3 separate regions of the Mus musculus genome follow, and regions 2 and 3 are each linked to region 1. The links are chromatin contacts, called in public promoter capture Hi-C maps. All regions are on one chromosome and are shown on one strand. The core of a region is the stretch at or near the end of the contact, and the rest is flanking DNA. Distances in the headings are between cores, read along the strand shown.

The links. Promoter capture Hi-C pulls out the DNA fragments that hold promoters and counts their contacts. Capture Hi-C pulls out chosen DNA fragments and counts their contacts.
Region 2: a contact with region 1 is called in a promoter capture Hi-C map of adipose tissue, with 3 times the contacts expected there. The contact joins the promoter of Lonrf3 here to the promoter of Rpl39 in region 1. A contact is called at or near these places in 1 of 39 promoter capture datasets (liver) and 1 of 9 other capture datasets (adipose tissue).
Region 3: a promoter capture Hi-C map of 3T3-L1-derived adipocytes shows a contact between it and region 1, with 6 times the contacts expected there. The contact joins the enhancer-like site here to the promoter of Rpl39 in region 1. A contact is called at or near these places in 6 of 39 promoter capture datasets (the 3T3-L1 cell line, 3T3-L1-derived adipocytes, the HPC-7 cell line and 3 more).

What each region holds. Positions count from the first base shown.
Region 1 is chrX:37,082,349-37,087,230 of GRCm38.p6, reverse strand. Rpl39 (ribosomal protein L39) reads left to right here and starts at 2,009. Exons shown (of 3, transcript NM_026055.2): 1 at 2,009-2,106; 2 at 3,143-3,246; 3 at 4,482-4,713. The coding sequence starts at 2,104. The coding sequence ends at 4,530. It overlaps Snora69 (small nucleolar RNA, H/ACA box 69), which reads left to right and starts at 4,198; the gene lies at 4,198-4,319.
Region 2 is chrX:36,325,557-36,330,438 of GRCm38.p6, reverse strand. Lonrf3 (LON peptidase N-terminal domain and ring finger 3) reads right to left here and starts at 2,030. Exons shown (of 11, transcript NM_028894.1): 1 at 1,040-2,030. The coding sequence starts at 1,859.
Region 3 is chrX:36,549,140-36,554,021 of GRCm38.p6, reverse strand. No RefSeq gene overlaps it. Among named protein-coding and RNA genes, the nearest start is that of Pgrmc1, 47 kb to the left of the region's middle. Within about 2 kb of position 2,926, at least 113 of the 459 cell types and tissues checked have an H3K27ac peak or open chromatin away from gene starts, as enhancers often do.

The DNA of each region.
Region 1 (4,882 bases), core at 760-3,259:
GCCTGCCTCTGCCTCCCAAATGCTGGGATTAAAGGCATGCGCCACCACTGCCCAGCTAGAAGCACATTAAAAAAAATAAAGGCTTAGAATCTAAACTGGGAATGGTGGTGTAGGGCCATCATCATAGTAATCAGGATGGCCATGGGTCTGATCCTTTACTGAGCACTGATCCTACGGCGGCACTGGGCACCACTCATACAGCACTGGCCACCACAGGAGCTCTCAGGTTGCTTGTAGCCATGAGGAACTAGCTGCTCTGCTGGGAGAAGTGAAGCTATGGAAATCAGGAGAAAGTCCAGAGCTGAGTGCAGTGTGTGTTAGGTATCTGTGAGGAAGGGAAGAAGAGGCAGGCTGCTTGGGGACTCACGTGGTCCTCAGCCTTTCACATCACAATCTCATCCCCTCCCCCGGAACGACATACACAAGGTAGTTCTGAGAATAAGTTGGCACTGATAAAAGGAATCTTTAACTTTTTATGATATCCACAGGTATTATCTTTAGTTTTCAGCTTCTTGTTGTTCTATGATGTGCTCTTTCTATAGTTTACCTTTTAGAAGTAAGGTCTCAATATATAACCTAGGCTAGCTCACAATTTATGATCTTCTGGCGTCTGCCTCATAGGGACCTCATAGGGGTACACAACTATACCTGACTTTCTGTTTTATTTACACAGCAGTTGAGCAGATGTCAAAGAGAAGTAGTTCTTACCTTCCACCTTTTTGAGACAGGGTTTGCCTTGTTTCTGTTGCTGTGTTAAATACTCCAGGCTAGCTGGCCCTCAATCTTCCAGGACTTTCTCTCCTGTCTCCACCTTCTATTGTGCGGTAGGAATCTTAGGGTTGCAGATACATAGGAGTACTTATTTATTTATTTATTTATTTAGCGACAGGGTCTATATGTAGTAATCCTGACTGGCTGGAAGCTCAGTATATAGACTAGGCTGGCCTTGAGCTCAGAGATATTGATCCTTCTGCTTCAAGTGCTAAGATTAAAAGTGTAGGCCACCACGCCCTGTATCTTCACTTTTTGGGACTTGAACTATAAGTTGGCAGGATTGCGTAACTGGTGCTTTTATCTACTAACGATTCCCCTGGCCCTGGTATATGGGATTTTTACCCCACCGGAGACAGAGTTTCTCTGTGTATCTTTGGCTGTCCTGGAACTCGTGTGAGTAAACCAGGATGGTCTCAAACTCAGAGGTCTGTCTGCCTCCCAAGTGCTGGGATTAAAGGCGTGCACCACCACTTTCCGGCGCCTTTTTTTTTTCTTAAGATTTACATATTTATTTTATTTATATGAGCACACTGTAGTTATTCACTACAGATGGTTGTGAACCACCATGTGGTTGCTGGGAACTGAACTCAGGACCTCGGGAAGAGCAGATGGTGCTCGTAACCGCTGAGCCATCTCTCTAGCTCCGCCTCCCTTTTAATCAAGTATTTTTAGGTACTATTGATAATGGGTCCGTGTGTGTTTACATGGGGACGTGTACCTGTAAATCATAAGTGTAGGTGCCCCTGGAAGTCAGAGACATGTTACCCCCTAGAGCTGGAGGGTTGTAAGCTGCCTGATATGGGTGCTGTGAATGGAACTTGGATTCTCTATAATAGTGAAGTTAGTCATTAAAAGATGTCTGCAGCCCCATCTTCCTCCCTTCCAGGGTGCATCGCCAACCCTAAGCCCCGCCCCTCTCGCAGAAGCGGGGGGAGTTGCAGCTCTGGAAGTGATGTAGGCCTTTTCCCGCCCTCCTCAGAGTTGGTCCCGCCTACTCCGTTTCCAGGTGTTTGCTAAGGGTTTACTTGGTTACTTCTCAAAGGCCACCTACCATGGCCACCAAGGCTGTGGCCCTCAGCACAATGATGATCACCTGCAGGAACAGGCATGGACGCGGAGGCCTCGGAATTACGTTCTCTATAAACCGGTTTGGGTTCCCACGGCCCCATGGGAGCGCAGGGGTGGAGCTAGGGAGGACGCTGCGAGTCATCCATCCCCCCCTAAGCTCCGCCTCTAGCGACTTCTTCTAATCGCGTTCTTCCGGTCCCGGCCTTTCTCTTCTCCATTCCTCCGCCATCGTGCGCGCTATTCTTGATTCGGCTTCTCGCCATGGTAAGACTATCGGCCGCCATCCGTCCCTCAGCGGCTTTCCTGAGGCCACAGACCGCTGTGCCTTTGTGGCAGACATGCGCAGCATTGAGGGCTGGGTGTATTTTTCAGGGTTTTAGTGTTCGTTTTTGGAGCTGGGACACCTATCGGCCTGTGGGCGCGGCATGAAATTATCAAGTCCATTTACCCTTGCAGGATGAGAACGCTCTTCCTGCAGCCTGGCAAGGGGTGCAAAGTATTCTTGTTTCATATAGCCTGGGGCTGACGGTGATCTTCATGATGGGGGGGGGGCAGAACGAGAGGCTTGGGACCACTCTTAGATTGTCCCTGATCGAAGAGCATGAATCGCCATTTGCACAGCGAGATGTCCACAGTAAGGGTTAACAGAACTTTGAGATCCCTTCAGAAGTTAGCGCGTCACTCCTTGGAGGCGTCTGCTAACAGCGCATCAGTCATTGCCTACTGGCAAGATTATGCTTATGGGCGTCTAGGTACAAAGTGGGTTTAGTATCTGAATTTGTTAAATAAAACCTCCAACTGGTCTAGGGGGACGAGTGCGCTTGGCCTTCGTTGCATTTTTTTATGTAATGGTGTTTGCCTACGGAGTGTCTAGGGCTCCGTAATCTTAGGTTAGCCAGCAATGTCACTTGGAGGTAGATAAGACTTACAGAGTACAGTACCTAGTGTCATTGACTTAAAACTGGCCAGGGTTTGCCTAACCTCAAGCCATCCTTGTTCCAGTAAGTCCGTTTCCTCTCCTACTCCAGCTATTCCGTGTTTCATCGCTGGAGCCCAGCAGACAGCCAGTTTATAGGTCAGACAGGACCTGGGCTTAGAAACTTGGTGCTGATTATGAGCCATGTTTAAGCCATTAACTCTTCCTCCAGAGAAGTGATGAGGATAAAGGACTTGGTGGTTCGAGGTCGGGGAGCTTTTCCTGGGTGTATGTTCTGCAGGCCTGATGTTAGTTTGTTGGAATTTGTGACTGAATCAAGAGACTAGGCTGTGGTGTCACTAAGCTGGTTGCATCTCCTCGTAGTCTTCTCACAAGACTTTCCGAATCAAGCGATTCCTGGCCAAGAAACAAAAGCAAAATCGCCCTATTCCTCAGTGGATCCGGATGAAAACTGGTAACAAAATCAGGTAAGCCTTCTCTTGTCCGGCTTGGAAATCGTTATGTTTTAAGTAACTTTGGGCATGGAGATACACAGTTGCAAAGTACGGTCCACCCCAGTCAATTAGTGTGCTGGGGACTCCCTTTTGAAATGTTTTTCCTTTTGTTTGGGTTGGGAGCACGGGGTTGAGAACTGGGAGGAAACACTTCTCCATTCATCAAATGGGTCTTGGGGCTCTAGCTCAGGTCATGAGGCTCCTTGGTAGTGACTAGCTTACTTAGCCCCCGAAATCCCTCCACAAACCTTTTATAAATGCTTCCTAATTTCCCTAGGAAGGCTTCAAGGGATTTGACTATTCTGGCAGGAGTGTTCTTTCCTGCAACCAGAGTTGAGCTCAGGACCAGCTGGGTCTTTGAGAGAGGTGGAAGGGATCGAACCCAGGGTCTCCCCCAGGCAAGGGAAGCGCCTTTCTGAGTTCTTTCTGTGGTGTGGGGGATGCAGGCCCACATGTGGTCAGAGGACAGTTGGTGGGAATTGGTTTTTCCCAACATGCTGGGATTAAAGATAAGCATTGCCCAGTTTTGGGATTAGTAAAAATCTGGGTGTGGCTCTGCTGGGGCAAAAAGTGAGCCTCCTTGTTCTTAATTTAGCCACTTAAGCTTGATATCAACAACCCACTCTAGCCTTACATTCGAGTTAATTACTATCTTCTGTCTTCTGGTATGGTACATGTATTTAGAGACTTTACTTGCAGTCAGGACTAGACTTTCAAACTTTGGTTCCCCCCCACCCCCATAGAGTGCTAAGGAAAGCTTTGAAGCACTAGGCAGCGGACCTTAGATGCTTTACCGGGTAGTCTTTTGCTTTTTGAAACAGTCTTGTTTAGCCCAGGCTGGCTAATCTGCTCCAACCTTCCAAGTAAGTGCTGAGGTTACAGGTGTGTGCCACCTTTATAGGTAACTTTGAAAGAAAAGCAGGTAGCAATTACAGTGCTTCATTTTGTGGGAGTACTGCCATTATCCTGCTGAAAGAAAAGCCATGTTGGTTGTTTCTGATTTTTGCTTTTGGGGTAAAAATCGTGACACCTTGACATGAACAGTTCAGAGACTGGTTAGCTTAGCTCTGCTACTTACTGTAAGTCCTTTTATGCTCTAGCAAGCGCTTTAAATAAATTCTCTTGTTCCTCTGAAAGTCTGACTCTGCTAGAGGAGCAGGTTTGTTGTGACCAACCCACCTTGTAACTGGTGGCTTCTCTTTGTACAGGTACAACTCTAAGAGAAGACACTGGAGGAGAACGAAGCTGGGTCTGTAAGGATTCACACAATGGCAAGACTGAGGATTTATACTGAATTGTCATCAATCAGTCCTACCAGATGGATTTCAACATTTAAACCTGGAGACTCTTCGTGTCTTGAATTAGGATGTTTGTCCAGTAATAAAATATAGAACCTTTCAAAATGCTTTTCTGGTTTATAAAGTACTGAATTGCCCTTATAAGACCCGATAAGGCTTCTTCTGTGGGGTAAAATATTGTTTCCTAGGAGCTAGAGATTACTCAGCAGATAAGGGTACTTGGTATTCTTGCAGAAGTCCTGGTTTTTGGATCCTAATACTCATAGTTTTTGTTTTAAACCTTAAGATTGAGTCCACATGTTTAAGCCACA
Region 2 (4,882 bases), core at 781-3,280, 760 kb after region 1:
CGAGCAGTTGCCTAGTCCTGCCATTCATTGGGTTAGAGGGGTCAAAGGGTTCGATGTCGGGGAACTGGCTGTCTAACTGCAGCGGGTGGAGGGGGCGGGGCAAGTGCATCTATTTCAGCCAAGGAATCGTGTGATAGGAAACGGTGACAATGAGTCACAGGGCAGCGGGGAGCGAGCCCCCCCCCCCTCCGCCCCCCGCACACGCTCGCGGGATGGTTTCTGAGGCGAGCGTGGCCCACTTCAGTTACCTCAGCGTTACACAATCCCCGCCCGCCCGCCCGCCCGCTTGCCTGCCCGCCCGCCCGCGCGGGGGAGGGGCCGCCGGCCCGGGCTGGCTCGAGGGCCTTATGCAACCAGTGCTCTCCTGACCTAATTCCAGGCGGGACCCACCCCACAGGGAGCCTCGGCCCCGGAAGGGACAACTCCCAGAGGCGGGAGCCACGGACTCAGGCGCCCGCAAGCCACCTCCGGTTGGTAAAAGCCAGGAGGACCGCGCGGGAGTTTGGAAAATAGTGCCAAGTTCTTCTGCTGATAGGGGAGGTACCGGCAGGTGTAAGAGCGAGCTCCAAAGTGTCCAGGAAAGACCGTGAACTAGAGACAGTGACACTGAGCAAGACCGAAACAGCGACAAAACTGAGAAAAAAAATGCGCAAAAAAGAGACGAACGGGATAAACTAAGAAACTGGAACCAGGAGGTATAGGAGCAGGAAAGCAAGCAGGAGAGAGGGAAAGAGCACGAGAAAAGAAAAAAAAAGCTATAGGACCAATCAGAAGACTGAGACACAGCTTTTAAAAAAAAGCTAAAGTAGGGAAGACAAACTCCTTGCAATGCCCCCTCCCTCCTCCTCGTGGGCCACGGGCTCTTCCCTCGCCACCCCACCCCCCAGCCCGCGCGCGCGCGCGCGCGCGCGAAACCAAATCAGTCCGGTCCGTCCCCCCGCCCCCGCCTCCCAGCAGGGATCGCTCCCCCGCCCCCCTCGCGTGGCGAGCAAGCCCGCACGGCCCCTGTGGCGGCGCATGGGGGGTGGGGGGGACTCACCTAGACGAACAGCCTCGTTGTACTTGAGCAGAGCTGCCTCCACCTGGTGCTCGCGGAACAGCCGGTTGCCCTCGTGCCGGAGTTGCGACGCCCGCGCGGGGCCCGGGAACAACTTGCCCAGGAGGCCGCTGAGTACCACGTTAACTCGCAGTTGCAGGGGCGCCGGCTGCCCCGCGCGCCGCGGCCCGCGTGCCCTCCCACTGGCCGCCATCAGAGCGGAGAGCTTGACCCCGCACAGAGCGCAGCGCCGATCGGCGGCTCGCCCGCGCTCCAGGCACAGTTTACAAAAGGTGTGGCCGCACCACAGGGACACCGGGTCTGAGAGAAACCCGTGACACTTCTTGCACTTAAAGCCATCCCATACCTCGGGGGCCACGGCCGCGGCCTCCCCTGCCTCTTTCAGCGCCGCGGCGCAGCAGCTCGAAGTGCCGCTCGAGTCGGAGGCCAGCTCCTCTTGCGGGACACTGTCGGCCAAGCAGCGCACTAGCTGCTCCAGCTGCTCCGCTACGAGCTGCTGCCTCTCGGAGAGCTGTCGGTACACCTCGAGGGCTTCCCGAAGGTGCCCCTCAGATGCCAAGGCATCCGCCTGCGTGAGCAGGACTTTGCACTCCAGCGGTGTCGGGACCGCCAGAGGCAGGCTTTGCTCGGGCTCTTGAGCCCCGAGAGCTTGGGAGCCCTCGGGTGTCACCTCCTCCGGGTGGGCGGCTGACTGCCCTGCGGCCGCTGATGTCCCCGGCTCCTCCGGCTCCGCCAGCTCCAAGTTGTTGCTGCCGAGCTCGGCGGACAAGCTCACCATCTGTGCGGTCTGAAGGGAATCCATTGAGAGAAGGAACTGCGGAGGTTGGAGTGAGGAGAGGCGTCTAGGAACAGGGAACTAGCAGGAAAGAGCGGCGGCTGGGAGCGGGCTGCGCGAGCGAGAAGGCGGGATCGCCGCGCGCGCGAGTCTGCCTCGCCTCCCGAGCTCCATGCCGGCTGCCCCGCGCTGCCTAATAACTGTCTTGTCTCAGCGAAGCGTTATATAAAACGCAACCACGTGACTCCTACCACGCTGCTCATTGGCCGGCAGCGGGGAAATTGTTACAAAACCAGACAGTTTTGTAACAGCTTTGCGCTTGCTTCTTTTGGCTTGGCTTTTCTTGGCTTGTTTTTTGAGGTTGTTTGCATTTACTCTTTCTTTCTCACTTGTGATTTTGGGTCCTTTCTGGACTGGGGAGAGGTACACAACCTCTTCTTCCACGCTTTTCCAGCTCTAAACTCTTTGCCATCCCACCTCAAAAGTAGTCTGCAAACAGGTCCGCTCTGCCAGCCGCTTGTTGGAGTCCCCCCGCCCGAGAGAGGCCGGTCCCTATCGGCTCCAGTCACAGAAGTTGCTGGAATGCCAGGCTCCCCTCCAGGGGGCGATGGCTGATGTCTGCAAAGGCACCTAGGGACACCCAAGAAGTCCTCATTTGTTCCCTAGAAGAGCGTTAAGTGCCCCTGCTGAAGCTCCTGGGTTTCCTGAGGGATTCCCCCAAAAGAGACTTAGTGCAGTTTTAGGAGAGTTCTTTGTTTCTTACCAAGACAGCGAATCATGAGCAAATGGTCCAGCGGATAAAACAAGTTAGGCAGTCCGTGCTGGGCAGCAAGGGAAGAACGCACATCTTATAATCCTATATTAGATTGCTCATTGGGACCCCAGGGAGGCGCCCTCCGGTTCTCCTCCTCTTCCCTCCCACCCCCAACTCAGGGACCAGTGCTGGAGCGGGCACCCCCCTGGAGATTCACTGGCTCCAGGACCCAGAGACCAGATGGGCACCACCTTGAGAGCTGAGTTTGCTGAGTTCGCTGTAAACTCGGGGGGGGGGGCGGGGGGGGAGCGTGAGGGAAGCAGAGGGAAGATACAAGCCCAAGACAGCAAATCCAGAAAAAAAAATCAGAGAATTCAGTCACAGCCCAGCTGCTAAACAGCCTCCAGGTTCACAGAAGCTGACTTCTGGCAGGCCGTGCCTAACCTTAGGGTTTGTGCCCTTGCGCTAGGTTGAACACAAGTTGTAGTGCCTGGCTTGGGCTGAGGAGTGGGGCGGGAAATTCCCAACCAGGCACCCCTTAAAAAAATGCCAGACTGCTCACAAACTACACAAGGATTTGTTTACTGCTGGCCTTTGCATTTCAGACAAGAGCCATGAACAAAATGAACCGGCAGGGTTCTGGAGTACCCCACTTCAGGATAGACTGCTTCAAGAAGGAAGGCTGAGTTCAGTCAGGCTTGCTCTCAATTGTCTTCCTCCTCCCTCCCGCGCCTACAGGTCCTGGAGAGTGCTCAAATTAAGATTCCAAGCTGAGTGTCTCCAAGTTGCCTCCTGCTGTGGTCATTTAGCTGGGGGGTCTTGGGCAATATCATCTAAACCTATTATTTTCACTTCTAAACAAATGTCTGGGATGGTTTTAGCTGGGATTAAGTCTTGTTTCAGAGCTGGAATGATAGACTCTTTGCCAGCATTGAGGTCCTTAATCCAGCCTTAAGCCAACAAACACCAAGATCCTGGAGAATAAGTATAGACAATGTGCAGCACACTTCAGGGCAGCCCCCCCCCCCCCCGGTCAGACAGGACACGGAGGGACAGAGTAGAGAAGGGAGGCAGTTCATAGACTAGAAAGAGAGCAAGAAAAGAAAGGCTCAGGATTCAATCAGGAAGGCAGGAAAACAACACAGGAAAACTTGGTCTAGCTTTGGCTTTGCTGAACAAATCCTTGGGGTCCTAAAGTTTCCTCCAGCCCTAACCTTGAGTATTCTTGATCCTAAAACCAGATTTCAGGCGTTAACTACTGAATCTCAAATAACTATTCCATATTCCATGGCAGGTTTGGGGAGGTGGGGCATGCTTGGGGCTAAAGACTGAATTCAGCAGCAGCTACAGAGGAGCACGGGGCTCCAAAGGCTATCCTCTATCATGATTCTGAAGCTAGGGAGCCCATCAGGAGACTGACCAGGAGATGGAGGAGGTGGAGAAAAGTCAGTAGAGAAGAAGCTGCAGTTTCTGGTGGCTTGCTATCTGGAGCTGGGACAATCATTTCACTCCTTAGTTTACTCTGCTATCAAATGGAATTCCCAGAACTAGTTATATGTCTACCACTTCTGATACCTATAAAGAAGGACAATCTGCAGGGCATGAAGAGATTCATTTGAAAGGACCATGACACCGGTAACAAGAAACCTCTTAATTTAAAAGCATCATCCCTTTGACATCTCCAAAACATTATCCCAAATTGTCTTCCAAATGCAGTGGTGAGGATGTGCCTTGCTTCTTAAACCACTCTGTTTAATACACTCCTTAAATTTATCCCTCTGTAACCTACAGGTCATGGGGAAACAAGAATGTCAGGCTGGGCAGATGGTCACAGTCCTGCCTGCATGAGGAAGGATGTGCTTTCAAGGCCTCTTCTGGACACCTGCATTTACAGGGTGCTGACCATGAATTTGGTTAGGAATGGTTCTGATTATTAGGGTAATAGAGGGGCCTCTGGTGCAAAAGGCAGTTGCAACTAGCTGGCTGCTGACCAGACCAGATTCTATAGAAGAACTTTACATTGTGAACCAATGTAGTAGACTACATCCAACGAGCATTCTACAGAATGCTGGGGAAACTACCACGGTGTTTTTCTTTTCTTCTTTATGTAAGTTAAACAAACACTAGTTTCATATATGTTTGTGAATCAAGGTGGAAGTCTCCTACTGAAAATAACCTCTTCCATGCTTCCCCAGTAATAACTGGAGGATTCCTGGAGTAAGGATAGGTGGAGAGAGTTGCCAACCTTTTCTTTTCAGATGCACATATTCCCCTACCGAAAGATTCTATTCTATTT
Region 3 (4,882 bases), core at 1,677-4,176, 530 kb after region 1:
TGCTTTATTTTGTACAATTAACATATGCTAACTAAAAGTGGAAAGAAGGTAAAAGCTTGACTTAATTTATTTTCTATTGCTGTCATAAAGACCAGAACCAAAAGCAACTTGGGGAGAAGAGGCTATATTTGGTTATACAACAAGGAACACCAAGGCAGGAGCTGATGCAGACGCCATGGAGGGATGCTACTTACTGGCTTGCTTGCTCAACATGGCTTGCTCAGCCTGCTCCCTTATAGAACCCAGGACCACCAGCCCAGGGATGGCACCACCCACAATGTGATGAACCCTTGTCCATCAATCACTAATTAAGAAAATGCCCCCCACAGATTTTCCCGGAGGCCAAATCTAGTATAGATATTTTTTTCAGTTGAACTTCTTTCTTCCCAGACAACTCTAGCTTGAGTCAGGTTGACAAAAAGATCTAACCAACCAGCACAGTGCTAGAGGATGCAGAGGCTTGCTGTGAAATTCTGTCTTCTGGATATGACACGCCTGTGGCACACACCAACTCCTTACATAAGACACTGGTATGCATACAAGATCAACCCAGTGATGCCAGTCAACATTCCAGCAGGCAAGAACTAATATCTCCTCAGGGAAACTAAAGAAATAAATGAAATTTCTAAAAGTTCGGAGTGTATATTATCCAAATATATTGTGTACACACATGCAATTGTTAGTAAATAAGTGAACAATACTGAAGACATAAAAAATATAATTTAAAAAAAGAGGAGGTACTGTCTGGCCTATGACTATCTACAGGTTCTTTCTTTGCACGACAATCTCTCCTTCCATGTTAACAGGCCATATCCTGCTCACTCTTTTTTGTTGTTGTTGTTTTTAAAGATTTATTTATTTATTTATTTATTTATTTATTTATTTATTTTATATGAGTAATGCTGTCATTGTCTTCAGATACACTAGAAGAGCGCATTGTATCCCATTATAGGTGGTTGTGAGCCATCATGTGGTTGCTGGGAATTGAACTCAGGACCTCTGGAAGAGCACTTAGTGCTCTTATCTGCTGAGCCATCTCTCCATGACACATCCTGCTCACTCTTTAAGCATCAGTTTTAGTTTCTTTGTTTGATGGTTCTGTAATATCGTTTCCTCTTTCTCCCCCTGATGCTGGGGACTGAACTCAGGCCCTGTACTCTCTGTGGAAGCACCACCACGCTAAACACCACTTGTCTTAAATCCTGAGTTTTATAAATGTCATCTTATGTATAACTTGGTCTCTTTCTTTTTTGGGGGAGGGGTTGTTTCAAATTGATTATTATAATTGTAATTAATTAATTGTTCATGCGATTGATTAATTGTCTTCTCATTAATTGACTAGAGTGTGAGCTCCCTAAGAGGCTGTGGCTGTGGCTGTGGAGTTCACTCTTGAATCTCTAGCCCCGCCTAAAACAGTCTATGTTTTGTAATTGCTCAGAAAAAAAAAAAAAAAAAAAGTCGAGCGGAGTAGTCCTAAAGTACTGTGCCTTTAAGGCAGGGAGGAGTTTATGGAGGGCTAGGGAATAGGGATTAGGGACCTCCACTGAAACAGCTGCCTGTCCAAGAGGCCTCTCTGCAGGCCCTTTCCTCCTTCTCCAGTCAAACCCCCTTGCCTGCTGGTGAGAGGCCTCAGAAAGGGAAAAGCTTTTAGGAGGTGCTAGGGACCCGTTTTTTGAGTCTTGTATGTCTGCTAAATGTTGGCAGTTTTTCCAGGCCACTGTTCCGACTTTCGGTTTGGCAGCAGTACTGGAAAGCATCTGTAGATTCTTGAGCAGTAAGTCTTACAGTGTGACATCTTGGGAATGAGAGACCTTTCTTAAACCTCTTCCACAAGGAGGACCCCTGCCCCTTCCCTTTGGTTTTTTTCTTCTTCTTCTTTGCTAGCCAGAACAGCACTACTGTATCTCCAGTGTCCAGCACAAGAGAGCCAGCAAATAAATCTTATTAGTGAAGGAATGACTAATGAGTGAAGCGTGATATGATCATAGAGATCCGATACGTTGACTGGAAACAGCACCCCCATGTATCCCCCCACTCCCCACCACCTCCCCACCCCTGCCTGAACAAACAGTTTTGCCTCATGCCCTCCCTGGGAGCTCTCTATCCACTCACTCTAGGGAAAAAACAAAACCAAAACCAAAGAGGATTTGTGGTCCCTGGAACCTGGGGCTAAATACAGAAAGGGCATTCATTTATTCAGGGCTAGCCCAGTGACTTCCTGACTTTAAGGGCAGGGTGTTTAAGCGCCTTCATGCAATCGTCCCACCCCTATCCAAACCTTCATGGCATGGCCTCAGAGCTCTGCTCTGTTTTCCAAGTTGGCATCCAGCAAATGATGAATACATCCAAGCAAATGGCTTTTAGTGTTCCTCTTCCAAGCGCACTTTTCATTTCCACATTCCAATTTTAACTCAGAGCTCTGGTGGGGGCAGCAGAAGAGAGACATGTGAGCCAGCAGGGCTAGGAGTGGGGCACAGAGGGCTGCCTTCTAGGGAGACCCGAATTTGGCTTTCTTCCGTCTCAGGGGGGTGGAGGTGGGGCGGGTTGTGGGGAATGTTCAAGGACATTCTGAGCCTTCAGGATACACAAGAACAACTAATTTCCCTCCTTGTTCCTTGCTGCTACTCTAAAAACAGCCTTGAAGCAAGGCCCGAGAAGGCTTCGGAGAGGGAGAAGTTTCCCCTGAGAGGCATTGCTTGCCCAGGGAGATACCCAAACCCAAACTGGTTTCTCTGTCTTTAAATAGGTTGCTGAGCCTTCAGAGTTGAGAGGGCAGGAAGCGGTCTCAAGCAGCACATCAAATCTGCCAAGCCTTTTTTTTTTTATTTTTTTTATTCTGGCAACAGCTCCCTCATTTGGGGAATAAGGGATTAGGGGAGGGAGTGAAACAGCTGCCTGTCCAAGGCCCTCTCTGCAGCTGCTTTCCTTCTTCCCCAGTCAAAGCCTCTTGCCTGCTGGTGAGAGGCCTCAGAAAGGGGAAAGCTTTTAGGAGGTGCTAGGGACCCGTTTTTCGACTCTTAAGCTCTTTCATTTTCCTGTGGAAGGAACTTGAGAGGCCTTGCTATGGAAAAAGGCTCCGGGTCAGAATAGAAGAAGGCTACATTCTGCATGTCGTAGCTTCCTTCTTTGGGCACTATTTGATGTGGGAAATGCCTGGTCCCAACTGGGTCGTGAGCTTATTTATTTTGTGAGCCCTGGGCAGGTCTCATCTGTCTAGCTGCATGCTTTGCTGGTATGGTGAGGAGCAAGGGATAGAAAAGGAGAGATAAGGGCTAGAGAGATGGCTCAGCAGTTAAGAACTCTAGCTCCTCTTCCAGAGGTCCTGAGTTCAATTCCCAGCACACACTCACATGGCAGCTACATAAAAATAAAAATTAAAAATTAAAAAGAGAGAGGATATTCATTAGTCAAGGTGAGAAATCCTTTTTCCCCTACCAGGCCTCACAAGATGTTTCTGAGTAATGTTTTGTTGTGAGGACTAACTGGAGGTGCCTATTTAATATATCAAAGCAGACCTGGTTCCAGGTTCTCCCAGCATCCTTCAGTCCCTACTTGTTCCAGGGCACTCCTGGCTTCTGTGTCCCACCGGCTACCCTAAACTTCTCCAGTTCAGGAGCTGGACTGCATTTTCCCGGCTGCCCTTCCATATAAAATGCAACCATTTTGGTTACCTAGGTCTTTAGTCTACCCTTTACTCTCCTGCCGCTCCCCGGTCCCCTTCTGCTCTCCTCACATGGTTCAGGGTCCATGTCCACTCTGGACTCTTCCAGATGTCTCTGCCCTTTTACCTACAATAAACCTTCTGTTCCACCATATGCAGGAGCAATCATTGAATGAAAAAAAAAAAAGAAATTAAAAAAGAAAGGGCATGACTGATCCTGGGTTTTGGCACCAGATGGATTAAATAATAAATAAAAATAAGTAAATATATAAAGAATGAAAGAAAGAGAGAAAGGCAAGCCATGAATGCTCCTAGGTGATATGTTTATAAAAAGATAAAGGAATATTAAGATTTGTTCTGTGGGGGTGTGGTTGAGGTATGGGAGAAGGGAATTTCTCGGCGTGCCCATGCGGAGGCATCCCTTACCCCCTGCGGGACCAGCCACAGGACTGTATAGTATAGAATAGAGTTTATTCTGGGCATGGAGGGAAATTAAGAGAGTAGTAGAGGCAGAGAAAGGCAGAGAGAGGGAGAGAGTAGAGAAGTAGAGGCCGGCCATGACCACGTAGAGAGAGGGGGAAGGGAATGGGGGGAGAGAGGGAGCAACAGGGCAAGAGGCAAGGGAGAGAAGCAGGAGTAAGAGAGAGAGAGGAGGGGGTAAACAGCCCCTTTCATAGTGGCCAGGCCTATCTGGCTGTTGCCAGGTAACTGTGGGGTGGAGGTTAGATAGAATGCTAACACTAGGTATGGTGGAGGAGAACATTTTTTATTGTAGATGAGAGAGAGAGAGAGAGAGAGAGAGAGAGAGAGAGAGAGAGAGAGAGAGCAGAGACCCAGAGATGTTTGAGAGTCCAGAGTGGACATGACACTGAGGATGATCATGTGAGGAGAGGAGGGAGGGAAGAGAGGAAAGGAGCCCAAGAGGCCAGTGTAAGGGTCTGAAAACCGCAGAAGGAAGACCCCAGACTCAGTATGCAAAGACAAAGAACCTCTGTTCTGCAGAAATATCCACATGGGGTGTGTGTGTGTGTGTGTGTGTGTGTGTGTGTGTGTGTGTGTGAACCATTCTCCAAAATGGGGGAGGGGGCTGACAAAGGCACACAGACCTTCTTATAGGGAACCAGGGGAACTCTCTAGAAGGATTAGGTAATCTCCAATGTGATTGGTAGTGGCTAAAATTAGTATATATTATAGTATATATTTGTATACATTCTTATAACT